2 separate regions of the Mus musculus genome follow, and region 1 is linked to region 2. The links are chromatin contacts, called in public Hi-C maps. All regions are on one chromosome and are shown on one strand. Each heading gives the region's core, a stretch centred on a gene start, on an enhancer-like site or on the middle of the called end of the contact. The rest is flanking DNA. Distances are from core to core; before and after follow the strand shown. Region 1 overlaps Ank3 (ankyrin 3, epithelial). Region 2 overlaps Ank3 (ankyrin 3, epithelial).

Region 1 (6,338 bases), core at 2,967-5,466, 81 kb before region 2:
GCAACGTGTAAGGGAGTGATGTCATTCTGAAGGGGAAGCAGAGAAGAAGTCACAGGCTTGACACACACAGTGTAGGGAGGACTCAGTTTCCCATGCCGCTCTGACACTGGCCTTGCTCCACTCCCCTTTCCCCCCTTTCAAGGTATAGATATTACACATCCCAACATCTCTCTAATAACATCCCCTCCCCAAAACAAGACTCAAGAATTCGAAGAGAGGCAGTCTATTTGATGAGGTCCAACTTCATTTTATTGCTGGTGGTGTCTCACTACCCAAATCTTATTTATTTATTGTTTTGCCCTATTATAGTTCATTTGCTTTTATTGAGACAGCGATCACTATGTGGCATTGGCTAGTTTCAAACTCACAAAGATCTGCCTGCTTTAGCTTTCTAGGTGCTGGGATTAAAGACAGACAGCACAGGCCTGATGGCCCAAATCTTACATTCTTTTTAAGATTTATTTTATTTTATGCATATAGGTCTACCTGCATTGCCAGAAGTGAGCATCAGATCCCATTACAGATGGTTGCTGGGACTTGAACTCAGGACCTCTGGAAGAGCAGTCAGTGCTCTTAACCGCTGACTCATCATCTCTCTGAGCTCCAAATCTTATATTCTTTAGTTAATGTGATTTTTGTTTGTTTGTTTGCAGTGCTGAGTACCTCATGGCTAATGAAGAGCTTGCTAAAGACTTAGCTGGAGGAGTGTCCTGGGACTCAGGGCTTTCCCAGGCTCAGCAGGAATCTTGGGTTGTAAATGAGAGACCCTACTCATTGAGGTGGAAGATTCCCAGACCCTTGCCTTGGCCTTTGGTGCTGGTGCCTACACATGTCTAAAAGCATCATTAGCAATCCCATTGCCCCTGCATTGACTGTTGCTTCTAAACCATCAGGGAAGCATAAGTAGACACTGAAAACAATCCCCGCTGTTGGCTTCACATTCCTGGGTGCTGAGATATGAGTTGATGTCTCATTGTTCACAATGATTCAGTGAGATCACATGTTAACCAGGCTCATGGCAATCATACATGCAGTTTCAGAGCCCATGCGATAGCTACGGGGTCCTGAACACTTCCTGCACATGAGGAACCGGACTGATCCCACTTGGCTTAGGTGGGGATGTGGACTCCCAGCCTTGCACTGTGCGAGGCAAGGGTGACTCCAGTCTCTGAACTCTTAGTACCTCAGTCAGTTTCCACGGGGCTTTACAACGTGCTCTGTGGGCCTTACAAACAGAAATGGCCGGCACAACTGGGATTTAATTTCTCCACATCTTTTATATTTTTATTTTCTCTTTTAAAAAATTGATTTTTTGACAATTTCAAGCACACACACACACACATGCACACACACCTACATGCACATGCATACACACATACACATGAACACACATTCACACACATATACACACATGTACACACATGCACACACTTGCACACACACATACATGTACATGCACATGTGCAGACTTACACATGTATTCACATACACACATACAGCACATACACATACATGCACACACATTTACACATACATGCACACACACATGAACACACACACATTTTCGTCACATCCATCATTTCTCCATCCTACTTCCAGTGAACCCTTCACTCTAACAAGGCCCCCTTCTTCCATGCCTTTTTTGGTGATACCTGTGTTCATTTAGGGTTTCTTGCATGAACTAACATGGCTGGAGGGTTATTTAAATGACGAACTTTAAACATATAGTTAAAAAAATTAGAATATCCTATAATAAAAAAGTTCTAAACATAAAGTTTGAGGGAAAACCTATAGCGAATTTCAGATCCTCCTTATCCAGGTTCACTAAATATCAGCCTTGGAGCTGGGCACAGACAGAGCCTGCTTTGCACAGTCAGGGCCCTGAGTTCAAGTCACAGCCCCTCCTCTACACCAATCAACCTTTGGCTTCTACCACACTGTATTCTCTTGCTGCAAGACCCAAGAAGAGAATGAGAATCTAATAAGTAGCTCAATTAAATCAACTTTAATGGAGAACGAGTCTTTTGAGATGGGGGCAGGCTAGGGAGAAAGACAGGGAGATGATATATATGTGGGGAGGGGGGGGAGAGGGAGAGGGGCAGGGGGAGGGGGAGAGGGAGAGAGAGAGAGAGAGAGAGAGAGAGAGAGAGAGAGAGAGAGAGAGAGAGAGAGAGAGAGAGAGATATGCTGGCAATGCTGTTATCAGAAATAAAGCAGTAGAAATAACACCCAGTGTCTAAGCCTCCACCTGTGCTCAAACTCTATGGCCCTTTCTGAGTGTCTGGGTTCATCTTGATGCTTCATTTGCTCCCAGATCCTTCACAAGCCTTTCACTCTGCAAAGCTCACCACTCTCTCTTCCATTTCCTCCATGCTTATTTCTTCACTGAAGAAATCCAATAGTTTACTCTCTAAAAATTTCCACCACATTTATCTGGCTGACTGCATTTTCACGGAGTGCTGTTTGACATGAACTTTGACCCGATATTGTTGGCAAATTGTTAATGCTTGAACTGAAAATTATTTTATTATTTGTCTCCTACCTATCTTTCTATCATCGTCATCTATCTATCTATGTATCATCTGTGTATCTATGCATCTATCTATCTATCTATCTATCTATCTATCTATCTATGTATCACCAATGTATCTATCTATGTATCTATCATCTATCTATGTATCATCTATATATTTATGTATTATGTATGTATCATCTATCTATATATCTATCAATCATCTATCTATGTATCAACTATGTATCTATCTATCTATCATCTATCTATCTATTATCTATATATGTATGTGTCTATCTTTTATCTATATATCTATGTATAATGTATATATCTATATATCTATGTATCTATCTATGTATGTATCTATGTATCTATCTATTTATCAATGTATCAACTATGTATCTATGTTTCTATGTATCTATGTATCATCTCTGTGTCATCTGTCTATATATGTTATCTATCTTTATGTGTACATGTATGTGTGCTTTTGTGTGCTTATGCCACATGTGTAAACAGATGCCCTTGGAGATCAGAAGGATGAATTGGATCCCTGGAGCTGGAGTTACAGTGGTTGTGAACCTCTCAGTGTGGTACCAAGAGCTAAACTTGATCCTTTCATAGATCAGCAAGCATGTGTGCATGTATGTGTGTCTATATGTGTTCCTGGTTCCTGTGTGTGCACATGTGTGTGTGTGTCTACATCTATATGTGCTCCTGATTCCTGTGTGTGCACATGTGTGTGTGTCTGCATCTATATGTGCTCCTGATCCCTGTGTGTGTACATGTATGTCTCTGCATCTGTGTGTATTCCTCCTGATATTTCTATGGCTTTTAAACAAAATTTTCTGTTTGTTTGCTTTGTCCTAATCTGACTTGTTTGTTTTTTGGTTTATCTTATTTTATTCTTCTTCTTCAGATTCCTGTTTTTTTTTTTTAAGGAGAGACAGAAAGAATGCCACCCTGGTCTACAAAGTGAGTTTCAGGACAGCCAGGGCTATACCCTGTCTCAAAAAACCAAAAAAAAAAAAAAAAAAAAAAAAAAAGAAAAGAAAAGAAAAGAAAAGAAAAGAAAAGAAAAAAAAATGTGGATCCAGGTAGTAGGGGAGGTGGGGAGGAACTGGGAGGAGCTGGGGTAAGGAAAACTATAATTAGAATACATTTTATAAAAAAGAATCTATTTTCAAAAAAGGAAAATAAGTGGGTAAAACTGATGCCTGTGTGTGTGTGTGTGCGAGCGTGTGCGTGTGCGTGTGCGTGTGTGTGTGTGTGTGTGTGTGATATCAATAATCCCAGGATATTGTACATGCCAGGCAAGCAATCTATTACTGATCTACATTCCCAGTCCCCAGATAAACATTCGATGCACAGAGTCAGACGGCAGAATCTTGTACTTTGCAGGCCACACACCCCCCGGGAGGTACCTGCTCACCTCTGCCTCACAAGATCCACAAGCAAGAATGGCTATTCTGTGGACAGTCACGTGCTGCTTTAGATCAGCCAGCTTCTGGCCGAAGACTTCAGCTGGGTGGACCGGATTGGGAACCCTGGGTGACAAGCTCAGGGTGGGCTTTACTGGGATTGACAACAGTGGGAGGCTAGCATGCCCTGGGGTGACTTGAGGTTTGATCTGTCTGTCTGAGTCCAACCAGCAGCACTATGTGAGCAAATCTAGTTCTTAGCCAGTAGGGGGAGCACTGAGCTAGGGAACAACCCAGGAAGCAGTTGAACTGAGCTCAGTGAGCCCAGGACTAAGGCCACTGCTTCCCTGCTATTATTGTTCCTTAAGGAAAGGGATTTCCCAGGGTTGAAGCCTTTATTAACCCTTGTCACACAGGCCGATTGATTGGCAGGGTGAAGACCTCCAGTATCTTCTTCCTCTGCTTTCGTCTGTAGTCTGTTCTCTCCCACAAAGCTGAGTTACATAGCCAATGGGGGCATGAAGCCTAACGCCTTGGACTTCCTATAGAGGAAGCCTCTATATTTCTAAAACTCTTAGAAAGTATTATAAAAGGAACTGAGGAGACAGCTCAGGTGGTAAAGTGTTTGCTATGTAAGCTGGGGGCACTGCCACATATGTATAATCCCGGCACTGGGGAGGCAGAGGCAGACAGACCTCTGGGCTTGCTGGCCAGATGGGCTAGCTGTCTTAGGGTTTTACTGCTGTGCACAGACACCATAATCAAGGCAAGTCTTATAATGACAGCATTTAATTGGAGCTGGCTTACAGGTCCAGAGGTTCAGTCCATTATCATCAAGGTGGGAGCATGGCAGCATCCAGGCAGGCATGGTGCAGGCAGAGCTGAGAGTTCTACATCTTCATCTGAAGACTGCTAGTGGAAGACTGACTTCAAGGCAGCTAGGATGAGGGTTTTAAGCCCTCTCCCACAATAACCTCACCTACTCCAACTAAGGCAACACCCACTCCAACAAGACCACACCTCCTAATAGTACAACTCCCTGGGCCAAGCATGTATAAACAAACCATCACACTAGCCTTATTTGCTATTCCTAGGTCTCAGTGAGAGACTCTGCCGCAAACAAATAAGGTGAACAGTTTCTGTGGGATGGCACTTGAGGTTGACCTCTGGCCTTGATATGCACAGTATGCATATACATTGCATGTACACATACATGAACATGCAATGAATGAGCACATGTGCACGTGTGCACATACAAATACAGCTTGCAGATCTAAGGCTCGGTTTTTATCCTTGCAACAATCCAATGGATGGTTCAAAAATAACTCCATCTGCTAAAATGAGACATAGAACTGTTGCCAATTAAGAACGTTTGCTGGTGGCAGGGTTGGAATCACAACTCCACCTGCAGACCCTCTTACACTGGTATTCTAGGATCAGAATACCTCTATCTAAAGACTCTGCTTCTCAAGTGTCAAATGACCTTCATACTGACAGGCACTGGGTCCCTTGTCATCCTTACCTCCCATAAGAGCTAGTTCTGAGAACTGGGAGCAAATCAAGACAGAAAGTGCTCCTGTGGAGGAATTGATGGGTATTTGCATATTGATTCTTCAGGTAAGGAGAAGGTCTCCTGCCTTCCCCTCGAACAGGGCCAGAACTGTGTTTCTATTGTGAAGCTGACAGCAGCACATCGAAAAAGGCGGATGATGTCAAGAGACTGAGAGCTTTGTTTCTCAGAGCCTGTGTTTCCTACTGGGATTGTGTCGGTTGGTACGAGCTTGCTGGGATTCAGGCTGGCATGAAGAGCCTTCAGTTCCACAACTGCAGATAGAAGGGAGGGTTTGGATGCCGTGGTGGAAAGGCCCCCAAATGTATAAGCCTCGAGGCCTGATAAACTCCTTACTAAAGCCTGGGCTAGCACGGAGGACCCGTGCCCCCGATCCAGGCAGAGTCTAGCTCAGAGTGACAAGCAGCGGCAGCCAACAGCATGAGAGAATTCTGCTGGACTGCTGGAGGAGAGAGAGAGAGAGAGAGAGAGAGAGAGAGAGAGAGAGAGAGAGAGAGAGAGGTTGGGAGGGAGGCAGAGAGATAGGTGAGAGGACTGACTGCAAGTGGGGTGTTTTTGAGTCTAGCAAAGTCTCCATCGGAGGAATCTAAAGACTGGGTAATGTGAAATCTCTGTTGGGTCCATCCCTGATGACCAGATGCTGGCTCTCACATACACTCAACCTCTGTGTCATCTCTCCAGCTCAGTGTTCAACATTCTTAGCAGGGAAAACTCAAACGGCTTTAAGACTCTATCTTATCCCGTTCAGAATGACCATCTTTGTTAAATGAATGGCAGGGCATGCTGGCGCGATGTGAGGAAAGAGGAACCCTTATATACTAGCTGGAGCGAGTGTAAG
Region 2 (5,928 bases), core at 2,503-5,002:
ATAAAAGCTAAGAGACGTTCTTGGCTCTCCAGTTCCCCAACCGAAGGATCACAGGAATCAACCAGACAGGTTGAAAACCTACCAGCTTTCCAGGAGCAGCCCTTGAGGATTCTGACTGACTCGGCCTGGTAAAGGTGTCACACTATAGCCCAGGCTAGCCTCTAAGTGTTACACAGCAGCCCAGGCTAGCCTCCAACTCACTAAGTAACCTGATGCTGGCCACAAACACATGCAGATCCTACTGCCTCAGCATCCCAACTGTGGGAATGATGGGTATGAACCACCATGCCTGGTTATTACTTTTGAGACAGGGTCTTATTATGTCGCCTGGGTTGGCTTTAGAGTCTCTACATGAACAGGAATCAACCTGGGACTCGTGATCCCAGCCTTCTCAGTGCAAGGATCACGCTTGTTCACCATCACATTGACATATTTTAAGGCATTTTCCAGGTACTCTGAAGTCTTAGCCAGGTTGGCAAGTTACTACCATAGACTCTGCTTTTCAGAAAGGTGTGTTTGCAAACGTGGGTTGATTCTCTCCCAGGTTTGTTTCTGGTTGCTGTAACAAAATATCCCAATAAAAGCAACTTATAGGACAAAAAGGTTTATTCCGCTCACAATGCCAGGTCACAAACTTTGTGGAGAAGTCAAGGCAGCAGTAACTTGAAGTAACTAGTCACATCATCAAGAGCAGAGACAGAATGCACACACACATGCCCCAAGCTTAGGGAATGGTATCGCCCACAGTAGGCAGATTTTCCCATGTCAGTTAAAGTAATCAAGTTAGCTTCACACAAACATTCTCACAGGCCAATCTGATTTAGATAATCCGTCATTGAGACTCTCTCTTCCCAGGTGATTCTTCATAGTATCAAGTTGACAGAACTGAACAGTCCAATCACCAACCAAACTCTTCAAGTTGACAGAACCAAACAGCCCAACCACTGATCAAACTCTTCACTGAATCTTTCCTGTGAAGGAATCCTTCCTAAAAGGACTGAAAATCATCTCCAAATATGCCTTGTTCTATATATTCAAATTTAAGGTTGAGCTACCTCAAGACACAAGGATCTAGAGCCTATTCGTGGTGACTGTCCTGAAAAGAAACTGAAAAAGTGTAAGCTAAGCTAATATGACCAGAAATAAAGGCTTCACTGTACTGACTATCAAGTCTATAGAATTATGGAGGTTCATGAAATCATTTTGTGTGGTTGAGCATGGGTGTGCCTGAGTGTGTATTTGTACACTGTGTGCCTGCAGTGCTTGTCTAGGCCAGAAGAAGGTATCAGATCCCCTGGAACTGGAGTTACAGGCAGTTGTGGGCTTTTACATGGGCCCCTTTCACATAAGGTCCTCTCCGGCCCCTTATCTTTTCTACAGTGATATTAATTTTAGATGATAAATCAGAGATGATGAAACAATTGGAGACAATGCTAGCAGAACAGAGGATAAAATAAGTCTGCCTCAAGGTACAATTCCCTGCAGGCATTATGTCAATATTTATAAATAACATTAAATGGTCTCACAAAATGCTTATATGCAATGTTAAGTGAAAGAAAGGATCCAGAATTAATTTTATAATTATATAATATATATATAAATATAAATTAATATTGCAATACAATGTTATAGCAATATAATATAGTAATGAATTACTATATTAGATATTTATTGTTGATATATATTATTAACATACTATATATATTTATAATTATTTTATAAACTACAATATGTTTATTAACTTACTACATATTTGTATTTATAATTATTTTATAAACTGTATGTCCAAGTATTATGCATAGAAAGCAAAAGATTAGGCAGTACAGCAAATGGAAATCTGCTTCTCTTTCTCTCAGATTGGCTGCTCCTGCATGTGCGCTTATGTACCTGTGTGTGCACAGTGTGTGTGCACACTGTGTGCACTTGTGCATTATCTGCTTGCGTGTGTAGGCCAGAGGTTCCTCTATCACTCTCCATTTTATTTTTTGAGCCACTTTCTCTCATGGAAGCCAGAGTTTACTGATTTTGCAAGATTAACTGGCCAGCAAGCCTCTAGAATCTGCCTGCTCCTACCACCACAGATCTAAAATTACAGCCATGCAACAAAATGCCCTGCATATAGATGTGTGTGTGTGTGTGTGTGTGTGTGTGTGTGTGTGTGTGTGTATGTGTGTGTGTGTGTGTGTGTGTGTGTGTGTATGTGTGGTGTGTGTGTGTATGTGTGTGTGTATATGTGTGTGTGTGTATTGTGTGTGTATGTGTGTGTGTGTATGTGTGTGTGTATGTGTGTATTGTGTGTGTGTGTATGTGTGTGTGTGTATATGTGTGTGTGTGTGTGTGTGTGTGTGTATGTGTGTGTGGTGGGGGGAATTCATACTCAGCCATCATGCTTGTACATCAACCATCTGGGTCAATGAACCCTCTCCCCAGCCCCAGACCATGTTTTATTTATTTTTAAATTTTTCCTGATGAGATCTACTAGTTTTACAACATTTAAAAAAATTTTTTTATTAGGTATTTTCCTCATTTACATTGTTTTACAACATTTCTAAGTCAAGAAGAAAATAATGAGGAAGAAAAACCTACCAAATTAGACCACATTCGATCACAATACAAAGACCGAATCAGGGCTTTGGTAGCTAACAGGCCAGCCACTCACCAACATTACAAGCAGCTCAGCATCCACTGTGTACCTATCCTTCCTCACCGCAAACCGAACAGGTCAGCCTTGCCCCCAAACGACACATTAGCCTCTCTCCTACGGCTAAACCCTGGCAACAAACCAAGCTCATTTTGCCCAGATTTAAAACTATAAAGAACTCATTATTTCAAACTAAGACACAATGTACACCAAGGACCATTCGGTTAGGACTGAGGACCTCGCTTCATTCATGAAGGGATATCGGGCGTCATGGACCAATTCAGAGAAACCATCGAAAGCTCAAAATCCAGTTTTTATATCCGTTTCCAGAAGGTAGGGCCACTGCTTTGTTTTTATTTAATCAGACTTAATATCTTCTGTGTATGTGCGTGCTAGGGGGAGATACTCATGTATGTGTGTGTGTATGTGTGCGCCCCTGCACATAGAGGTCAGAGGTCATCAAGAAGAGTACCTTGCATTGGCTGCCAACAACTCATTCCTAAGGATCCACCTGTCTCCCCTCTAAGTAAGTCTTCAGAGACTCACAACACCTTCTTTCTTTCTTTCTTTCTTTCTTTCTTTCTTTCTTTCTTTCTTTCTTTCTTTCTTTCCTTCCTTCCTTCCTTCCTTCCTTCTTTCTTTTCTTTCCCTTCCTTCCTTTCTTTCTTTCTTTCTTTCTTTCTTTCTTTCTTTCTTTCTTTCTTCCTTCCTTCCTTCCTTCCTTCCTTCCTTCCTTTCTTTCTTTCTTTCTTTCTTTCTTTCTTTCTTTCTTTCTTTCTTTCTTTCTTTCTTATTTTTTTTGTTCCACTCTAAGGTTGCTTTGCATTGCGCTGATCTCAGCATCCAGGGACCTCAGTCAGTTACCATTCTCTTCCTGATTAAAACCAATTAAGACAATTTCCCCATTACCAGCACACACACACACAAATGAGCACATTTCCTTAATGTTCTGTTTTTAAATTGAGAAGGATATAAAGAAGCCATTCCGGGTTCTATTCAGAACGATATTTCCTGATGGAAACATATGCAGCTTATCTATATGCAAAATATCTGACTCCAATAGACAGAGAAAAATGGAAGCAGACGTTCAAGTTCACACTCACCCAGTGCAGCACGAACTTGGCCAGGGCTGAGCTCTGGGGTGCTGTCTCCCTGGGTCTCATGTCAGCACCAAACACATAGTTTTCCTTTTCAATATTTCTTGATTTCTGTTAGTTGTAACCCTTTGATGTTGCCTCATGATTGGCCCAGTTTTGGGACACATGGAAGGGAGGGAGAGCAGGGGCTGCTTCAGCGAGGCAACTGTCAGTGTTACTACACATTTGCTTGGCAATAGCTACTGAAGAAAGAGCAAATGGAACAAAGACAGACATGAGGGGAGGGCCAAAATAAACACATGTGCTAGCACCAGGCTCCGAGGCCCAAGCCCTAAGGAACAAAGGCATGGTAATAGCTTGACAACTGTCTGTAGTGACCAGCCTGTGACGGACACTCAGGACCTGCCACCTCTGGGGTTTCTAAGACTGACTTAATGTTGACCATTCAAAGAGTCAAACCTTAAGATGGAATCAGAGATACAGCCAACTGGGGTGTGATGGGGAAGACTGGCTAGGAGGATCACTGGGGAACAGAATATGCTATAACAGAGTTAGTTACACATTAAACCACCTCCAGGCAGGGAGAACGTGAGTGTAATTCTCCTTCTAGGATATACATACAACTTTATACATTGTTTTCTTTTGTAATAGAGTGCACATGTAGCCCAGGCTGGCCCTGAATATCCAATCCCCTTGCCTCCCTCTCAGGGTGCTAAGAATGCATGTAGATGCCACCATACAAGTCTATACAATGCAGAACACTGAACCCAGGGCTTTGAGCATGGGCAATAAGTGTTCTACCTACTCAGCTGCATTTGTATCCCTAGCTTGATGGGTTTTAATAAGCTCCTTGAAACTTTCAAATTCTGATCAAGCTCTTCAATGGGATACAAGCATAGGTACTTGATGTCCCCAAATTTCCATAGTGATTTTAAAGTGCATTTTCTTTTCTAGAAAAGCATCAATCATACACACATCATGTTGTCTGGGGCTGAGGATACTGATGGTACCCTCTCTGTTTCTGTCAGCTGCCCATAGAGAGCACACATACACACACACACACACACACACACACACACACACACACTCACACACACACACTCACATACACAGACACACACACACACACACTCACACACAAACGCACACCTTAATTATGCTTTTTAAAAATTCTTCCTGCTAAGCCCTCATAGGCTTTTCACTGGGGAGAAATTAGTAATGAAGAATAATATGGTAAAAAGAAAGAACAGATGACAGGAATTCAAACAATTCTGGTTAGTATTTGTGCCTCATGCACTTCATTTGACATCTCAGATACGCTGTGCAGTAATTGCCAAACGTTTGTTCAACTAACAGAGCTTTTATAAACGGGTTTCACGTGTCTACAGCTCAGCCACACCGAATGCTTTTTACTGTTTATTTAATTTGAAAGTGTGGTTCTGGAAAATAGACATCCCCTGCTCAAAATGGTCCATACTCAGGGCACACAAGCTACACTACAACATTGCCCTCCCCTCATCCTCCAGAAAGCATTTGTTACTATGGTTACGCTTTTCCATCTTAGCCATCTCATCTCCCAGCCCCACCTCAGTGGATGTGAAGATTCCAAGGAGCTCAGCCTAGAATCACCGAGTGGGAAGCAGTGAGTTTCAGTGTTTACTGGTAAGTTTCCTCGTTTGTTCAAAGTTGGTAGGAGGTATTAAAGGAAGGGGTAGGCTTGGGTACTTCGCAACAGCTTCATTATATATATATGTATATATAATGTGTGTGCATGGTGTGTATACACACACAGGCACACACACAGACACACACAGACACACAGACACAGACACAGACACAGACAGACACAGACACACACATACACACACACACACACACACACACACGGGTGTGCAACATCATATGTGCGGAGGGCAGAAGACAACCTTCTGGAGTAAATCTTCTCCTTCTACCACATGGATCCCAGGAATCGAACACAGACCCTGCTTGCTGGCAAGCTTCTTTACTGGCTGACCAAGATTGCTAGCTTTTTTTTTTTTTCAAACTATAAAAGAGTTCTTATTTTCACTTGTATGTGTGTATACATGTCTGTCAGTCTGTATGCCACCTGAGCTGTGTGCAGTTACCCGAGGAGGGGAATAGGAGGGGGTCAGATTCACCGGAACTGGAGTTACAGGCGATAGTAAGCCA

What was found. Hi-C and Micro-C count contacts between places; a contact is called where the count stands out from the background.
Region 1: a contact with region 2 is called in a Hi-C map of cortical neurons, with 2.5 times the contacts expected there. The contact joins two enhancer-like sites. A contact is called at or near these places in 4 of 484 Hi-C or Micro-C datasets (adipose-derived mesenchymal stem cells, cortical neurons and palatal mesenchyme) and 1 of 115 datasets of contacts at active chromatin or transcription factors (the HPC-7 cell line).

What each region holds. Positions count from the first base shown.
Region 1 is chr10:69,843,794-69,850,131 of GRCm38.p6, reverse strand. Ank3 (ankyrin 3, epithelial) reads right to left here. Exons shown (of 43, transcript NM_146005.3): 8 at 1-26. Among named protein-coding and RNA genes, the nearest start is that of Gm33416, 19 kb to the left of the region's middle. Within about 2 kb of position 4,216, at least 40 of the 459 cell types and tissues checked have an H3K27ac peak or open chromatin away from gene starts, as enhancers often do. A contact at or near this core is called in cortical neurons, where this site is marked.
Region 2 is chr10:69,762,550-69,768,477 of GRCm38.p6, reverse strand. All of the region lies in intron 1 of Ank3 (ankyrin 3, epithelial), which reads right to left. Among named protein-coding and RNA genes, the nearest start is that of Gm33416, 100 kb to the left of the region's middle. Within about 2 kb of position 3,752, at least 11 of the 459 cell types and tissues checked have an H3K27ac peak or open chromatin away from gene starts, as enhancers often do. A contact at or near this core is called in cortical neurons, where this site is marked.